2 separate regions of the Mus musculus genome follow, and region 2 is linked to region 1. Evidence: chromatin contacts called from public promoter capture Hi-C data. All regions are on one chromosome and are shown on one strand. Each heading gives the region's core, a stretch centred on a gene start, on an enhancer-like site or on the middle of the called end of the contact. The rest is flanking DNA. Distances are from core to core; before and after follow the strand shown. Region 1 overlaps Washc2 (WASH complex subunit 2`). Region 2 holds the start of Zfp422 (zinc finger protein 422).

What was found. Promoter capture Hi-C pulls out the DNA fragments that hold promoters and counts their contacts.
Region 2: a contact with region 1 is called in a promoter capture Hi-C map of liver, with 2.2 times the contacts expected there. The contact joins the promoter of Zfp422 here to the enhancer-like site in region 1. A contact is called at or near these places in 2 of 39 promoter capture datasets (hippocampal neurons and liver), 2 of 115 datasets of contacts at active chromatin or transcription factors (embryonic stem cells and pancreatic cancer cells) and 2 of 9 other capture datasets (adipose tissue and liver).

What each region holds. Positions count from the first base shown.
Region 1 is chr6:116,227,911-116,231,801 of GRCm38.p6, forward strand. It overlaps Washc2 (WASH complex subunit 2`), which reads left to right. Exons shown (of 31, transcript NM_026585.3): 16 at 1,313-1,440; 17 at 3,632-3,718. Among named protein-coding and RNA genes, the nearest start is that of Gm52873, 8.9 kb to the right of the region's middle. Within about 2 kb of position 1,516, at least 130 of the 459 cell types and tissues checked have an H3K27ac peak or open chromatin away from gene starts, as enhancers often do. A contact at or near this core is called in adipose tissue and liver, where this site is marked.
Region 2 is chr6:116,627,187-116,630,651 of GRCm38.p6, forward strand. Zfp422 (zinc finger protein 422) reads right to left here and starts at 1,813. Exons shown (of 2, transcript NM_026057.3): 1 at 1,745-1,813.

The DNA.
Region 1 (3,891 bases), core at 266-2,765:
TTTTTTCTGCCAGAGGGCTCGTATTGTTTTTGCTTTGGTGCATCCTCTCCCCTCCTCCGAGGTCCACACTGATGTCCTTCCTGTGCTTTTACTCTCTGACGGAGCTATGCCTGGGGAGTCAGGAAAGCTGTGGTCTTTCTGTTTAGTGGGTCTTTGTTCGATTTTGAAAAGAATGAGCTGCTGGAGGGATGGCTCAGATGTTCTGGGTACGTTCTACACGTCCTGGGAACGATGCCCGGACCTCCAGCTGTGCAAGGGCAAAGATAGGATCCTCCAGCTGTGCAAGGGCAGAGATAGGATCCTCCAGCTGTGCAAGGGCAGAGATAGGATCCTCCAGCTGTGCAAGGGCAGAGATAGGGTCCCCGGGCTTTGCTGGCTTTGAGGCAGGTAGAGAAAACACAAGCCCCAAGATCAGGGGAAGACCCTATCTCAAAGGACTAGGTAGAGAGAGAGTAGTAGGACACCGGACACCTTCTGACCTCTGTATACATGCACACACACCCACCCCAAAACCTGAGCAAACAATGCAACACATAAACAAACAAACAAACAAACAAACAGAAATCTCGTAAAAAAAAATGAGGCATTTACTTTTCTACCCTGGGATATTTGGGATATTTCCATTGTACATTAAATGGAAAACACAAATGGTAGGTCATTTTACTCAGATTATTCCAAATTTATAATCTTATGAATAGCTGATATAAACATAAGGTAAGATTTAGAAGTGTGTGTACCAAGCTCTTGTGTCTGTCTTGTCTAGGTGGGCAGGTGGAGATGAGGGAATGCCAGCATTTGGTTTCATCTATTTCTGTATAGTTTGGTCTTTAATGAAAACAGGAGTCACCCTTCACATCTCCGTCCTACAGTTAATGACTTTTTGGCTCCTTAAAGTGATCTTTACTCTTTATCCCCATCTTGGATATACTTAGCACAGGAGTCTTCTGTTTGGAGAAGGTTCATTCATATGGTTAGCGTCTTTTGATTTATTTGAACTGCTGTTGCAGAGTGCCAGGGCTGTGGATCTGGGGAGAGCAGCTCTGTGGCAGAGCACTTGACTGCATGTCGCCCTCTCTGGTCAGCCCCGAGAACTGCAGGGAAGCAGCAGGGAAAGGAAGCAGCCGAACTAAAGGCAGAGCAGGGCTCCACTCACTTTGTATTTCTCTGTAAATGAGCAAAAAATAAGACACCTTCCATATTTATCTGTGGAAGAGAAGAAGTGTGTGTCTGTGTGTCTGTGTGTCTGTGTGTGTGTGTGTGTGTGTGTATTTTGACCTTAGTGTAATTTTTATGCTGTGGTTTCTCTTTTAAGACAAAGTCAAGTCCACTGCCATTATCTTTGATGATGACGAAGGAGATCTGTTTAAAGAAAAAGCAGAAGCTTTGCCGGCAGCTTCTGTGAGCCAGACACATGAAAGCAAAACGCGGGCAGATAAAACGGTGAGTGGAGGTGGACTGAGGGACATTGGCCTGGGCAGCTTACAGTAGCCGTTTATCTGGGTCTCAGAGGCACGTAGAGTTCTCCTTCATGTTTGCTGTCCTAGTTTGCTTTCTGTTGCTGTGATAAACACTGGCCAAAGCAACGTAGGGGAGGGAAAGGTTTATTTTACAGGTTGCAGCCTGTCCTTGAGGGAAGCCAAGAGAAGACTTCAAGGAGGCGGCAGTGGAAGAACACGGCTGCTGACTTCAGTGTTTTGCTGGCTTGCTCAGCTGCCTTTCTTACACAGCCCGGGCCCACCTGCCCAGAGGTGGCAAAGTTAGCAACCGAGAAAACACCTGGTAGACATGCCCACTGGCCAATCGGATGGAAGAGTTCTTTAGTTGAGTTTCCCACTTCCCGAATATGCCAGGTTGACAATCAAGAGTAGCAACTACATTTATATTAAGAATTTTGAAAAAAAAAAAGAATTTTGAACATAAAATTGAAAAGCACAATGAAACTCTAAATAACTTCTAATCAGATCTGTGAGATTAGTGAGGATTTGCCAAATATATGTCTGAGCCTTCGTGCAAGCATGCTGTTTTCAGGATTATTTGGAAGTGATTTGTAGTTGTTATGTTTTACCACCCTACATGTTTTATTAGGCAGTTCTGGGAATGCTGTTTTATCCCCACATGCCAGAGGCTGGCAGTAACTCTATAGAAGAGTCTCATGGCAGTCTGCATCCATGAGGCTCCAGGTAGCCATAACATTTCTTTTATAAAATAATACTCAATATAATACTGATTTAAAATAATTTTATACATAGTTGGTATTCTGTCTTTTTCCCCCGTGAGACATCTTATTCTACAGATGTCCTATATAGGTTTTTCTTTCTTTAGTGTATGTGTATATGTGTATGTGTATATGTATCAATACCTATATGTATGTATATACTTACATATATATGAGGGAATTTATTAGGGGATTTATTTAGAAAGGGAATTTTCTTGAATGGTTTACAGGCTAGGCCAGCTAGTCCAACAATGGCTGTCTACTAGTGGAAGGTCCAAGAATCTAGTAGTTGTTCAGTCGGCCAGGCTGTATATCTCAGATGGTCTTCAATATACACTGGAATCCTAAAGAAGTAGGCTCCAGTGCTAGTGAAGGAATGGACTTGCTAGAGAGCAAGAGCAAGCGAAGAGAGCCAGCTTCCTTCCATGTCCTTTATTGAGGCTGCCAGCAGAAGGTGCAGACCAAGTTAAAAAGTGGATTTTCCTCTCTCAGAAGGTCTAGATTACAGATGCATCTTCCTTCTCCAAAAGATCCAGATTAAAAATAGGGCTTTCCATTTTAAAAGATTTAATTAGGAAAAAGTTCTTCACAGGTGTGCCCAGTTGGGTTTTAGTTCATTCCAGATGTAGTCAAGTTGACAGGAGTAGCCATTACACATGCCACAGTGTAACATCCTCATTTAACTCTGACAACTACCAAAGTGACAGCATTTAAAATCATCTTCATTCCTCAACCAGCTTGTCCTTTGTCTGTTTCTTAAGTGCCTGTGTGACACTATATGTTTCATGTACACAAGCTGTGCCCCATGTGTCAGTGTATGTTCCATAGACACAGATGTGCCCATGTGACAGTACATGTCCCATGTATACAGATGTATTCCATGTGACAGTGCATGCTCCATGTACACAGATGTATTCCATGTGACAGTGCATGCTCCATGTACACAGATGCATTCCATGTGACAGTGCATGCTCCATGTACACAGATGTATTCCATGTGACAGTGCATGTCCCATGTACACAGATGTATTCCATGTGACAGTGCATGCTCCATATACACAGATGTATTCCATGTGACAGTGCATGTCCCATGTACACAGATGTGCCCTGTGCTTTATCGTGTTTGCATCATCTCTTCTGGGAAATCTGAGAAACTTATTTTCCAGTGACACTGTTTCTTCCCTGTTCACTAATTTACACCAGTGTTTAATCCTTTGTCATGGTAATTCTGTACAAAGTCCTGGTGTAAACTTCATACAGATGAAGGGCCAGGGCATGTTTAGTCCCTTGGTGCTTGCCTGGTGCCTTCTCCTAGGAGAGGCTGGGGACATTTGCTCAGATGAGCTTGTTTCCATGTCTCTTCCTTGCTAATAGTGTACTTGCTTTTCCTTTCTCTTTTTTGTGGGGATCCAACCAGATCGCCTTACCTTCTAGCAAAAATCTGAAGCTTGTGTCAGAAACAAAGACTCAGAAAGGTTTGTTTTCAGATGAAGAAGACTCTGAGGTATGGAATTCCTTTCTTAGTTCTGTATGTTTATACTATCAGTAACTTTCTGATGAGCCTGTCAGAAAGGTTTAAGACTTTTTATTCAGTAGTTCAGTTCTTATTTTGAAAATAATCTTGGGCTGGGGATATAATTTAGTGGTATAAAATGCCTGCCTAGCATATACAAGACT
Region 2 (3,465 bases), core at 563-3,062, 400 kb after region 1:
TTCAATCTATCAAAACTGCATCCATGTGTAGCCAAAGCACACCTAGTACAAGTGCAATGACGCACTTTTAAGAGACAGGTGCTCGTTAGGTGATTCTAATGCCAGAGGTTAAGCTTAATCAGCATCATCATCATTTTGCAACGTTTCTGATTTTGGACAGGCAAAAGAGAAGACGAAGAAAAACATAAACCTGTTAGGGAGGAGCCACAGAGAGTATTTTGAAGGACTAAAAAGCAAAAGCAAGATAAAGTCTCAGAGAAGATACAAAAATAACTGCAAAAGATGATCAATATCTCTGCTAAACAGCATCTCAGGTCAATACTGGCTGTGCTAAATTTCTCATTTAATAGCTGCTACGTAAGATATCCAATTCAAAAGAAATGACAGATTATACTACACCTCCATAGATTCCTATCTATTCTTATTTGCTTGGTTATTTCTATAGATGATAACTTAGCAAGCGGAGTTGAAAATAGAAGCTAATCGGTAAAGAGAATTTCAAGTTTCCCAAGAGTCTTATTCAGAAAATACTAGGTGAGAAAAATCTGGAAAAAAAAAAAAAAAACCAAAACACTTTATTCTTCCTTTCCTAGACTATAGCACGCCAAGAAGGAGAGCACAACCAAAAGCTCTAAAATAAGTTTATTGCATTACATTTAAGGTTGTCTGGAAGCTGTCAAAACAACCCCTTCCACACACACACACTCCAAATAGGCGAGAGTGTGGGAGGTGTTCAGGCCTGCAAAGCCAGTCACTGGACTTCCAGTGTCTTAGGTTAGTTGGAAAACCTACTTGCAACTCAGTTATTTTTCTGAGTTTCCTTGCACACAAGCATTTAAAGTAAGTAAATAAAAACACAAATGACATCTTTTCCTGCCTTTTTTTTCCTTCGTCTTGATTTTGCTGTATAATAATCCTCCAAACGTAAGAGTGCCCAGGGGCTTTTCCTGGGTGTTTAATAATTTTATCTGCTACAATTGCAGCAACAGAAAGAGCAAACTGCACATAACACAGATCTACAGCAATCACTGCCCATAACCGTCTCGGTTATGTACAGACCACGTAAACAGGAGACACTGTGTGGGGTACCTGGTACTCAATAAATAGCTATAATGGTAAGCATACACTTTTAAACACATCTCTTTAAATACCGGGGAACTCACAACTGGTTGCAAACTGATCGATTATGGAATCTACCTATGGATGAAGTAATCATACTTACAGGTAGCCTATGTGTGCTCCTATTTTTAAAATAAAGCTGATTTAAAACCTCCTTTCGTGGGTTCGTAAACACAGGCCCGAAGCTCCTTTAGCTCCTTTACCCATCCCAACCCCGGAGCCGCCTCCGGGCCTGATTTCTCACTGTCCGACCTGGGGAGTCCATCGCCCCCTCGTCTAACGCCCGCCAAGTCCGGTTGTCTGATCGAGGTCCCCAGTAGGGGAGAGGCTGGGTAAAGCTGGGTGATGGAGCTCCAGTACTGGGGACCCGTCTAGCCGGCGTGCACCTGCTCCCTCACCCATTTACGGCAGCAACAAAGAGTCCGCCGCTTCCCTCCAAGTCGCTCACAATGGCCCGGTGCAGCCTACCCACCCGTACAATGGAGTCTTTCTCCTCCGCGGCGAGCGGAGGCGCCCAGGCCGAAGCCGACCCCAGCCCGAGGCCACCCGCCGGGCTCCGTGCAGCGCCGCAGCCCGACCCGACCCAACACCGGCCCAGGCAGACCCGCAGGCCCCGCGTACTCACCGCGCAGGCCGCCACGGTGCCCGCCTCGCGCCTCGCCCGCCGGAAGTGCGGGCTGCTAGCCGCGGAGCTGCCGGCCGCTCTAGGAAGAGGCGGAGAGACCCTCTATGGTCCCCGGCCCACCCCACCATATCCTGCGGATTCTTCCGGTGGTCCTTTTGTGTTCCTCTCTTACCACTCAGAAGGCAGAGCCAAGGACCTTAAGGCCTGTTACCCGCTCTCTTTCTATTCTGGTCGACCTACACAGAAACTGGCCTTTGTTAGATTCTGCTCACCACCCCCAAACCAGCCCGTTCCAACTTGTAAATTGCATTCTTAGTACTGAGTATCTAGTCTAGAGAAATAACTTCAGCCTAAGGTGTTACTTATGTTTTTCACGGGTCGCCTTATATCACCAAAAGGCCCGTGAAATTTCTGGAGGACACTGTCCGCACAGGCTGACTGATTGATTAAAACGGCGGTGGTGAAGAGAGGTTGGGATGTTGCAGGTCCAGAGCATAATTAGTATTCATCTTGGGATGCATCCATTCCTTGTCCACTTCTATGGAAGGATGTGCAACATCCTGACAGATAAAACACAAAATCCCATTCTCCAATCAAAAGGCCAAGAATACTATGTTAGATGACATCTATAGCTGAGATGTCTAAACAGAGCTCTAACCCACCTCTCTGATGTTTCTACAAATGAATTTAAAAGTATCTTGATTTATGGCTTTCTTTGTTCTGTTACTGTCAAACCTTCATGAATTTGGTTGCAGGTTGAAAGGCGGAGTTTGGGTAATCTAAATCTGTGTTCCCTGGGCCATCATCACTTGTGTTTGGCCTCTGAATAAAACTCATGACTTTGAGGAGAGAGCCGTGACTTTGCATCAGCCACTCCTATCAGAGGAAAATGAATGCGTTCAGTGTACTGGGCAGGAACCCCAGCTTGGAGAGGAATTCTGCTCCCGCTCACACTGTGAGTGAACAACTCGGTTTGGAAAGGCACACATGCTTCCTTCCCAGGGGAGTTCTAATGGCTTCAGATTCATCGCATTAAGGCAGACTCCCCTCACTGGCGACCTTGGCTGATCCTGGTGTCCATAAATGCAACTTCCTGCAGAGAAGCAGCACTCTTCTGCGCGGCTGGCCAGATAAGTGAGCTTCTGTGGTTATGGAGGGTTTGGGAGTGTCGTAGGTCCGGAGCCCAGTCATAACAGAGTTTGAGGTATCTCTAGCCATGGAAATAACCACTACTTTGCCCACTTTTGACCTGACATCCTGTGACTGACAGGTAAAAAATATTTTGGGATGTGCTAATTTAACAAAACTGATTTTCTACAACCAGAAGTCCAAGAGTCATCTGATAGCGGAAGCCTGCAGCTGAGGTTCCTCCATGCTGCTATAACCTCCCACTCCATGCTTCCACTAGTGTGTTCCAAAGTGTCTTGTTTTGCAACTTTCTTTATTCTATTACTATGAAACTTCATGAAACTGCTTCCATGTTGGGGCCTGGGATTTGAGGTAACCTAAATCTGTTTCTGGGCCACGGTCATTTATATTTGGTCCCAGCATAAACTCTCTTGACCCATTGACATGTGCAACTCTCCAGAGCTCCAGGCTCCTGGATCCGATTGCTTGGGATCCCGTTTGAATGCGCAGTGAGCATGGCACATCAAACGTTCTGTCCCTCGATAGTCTCCGCCCAGCAATTGACAACCGTGCCTTCACTCCAGCTGCTCAAG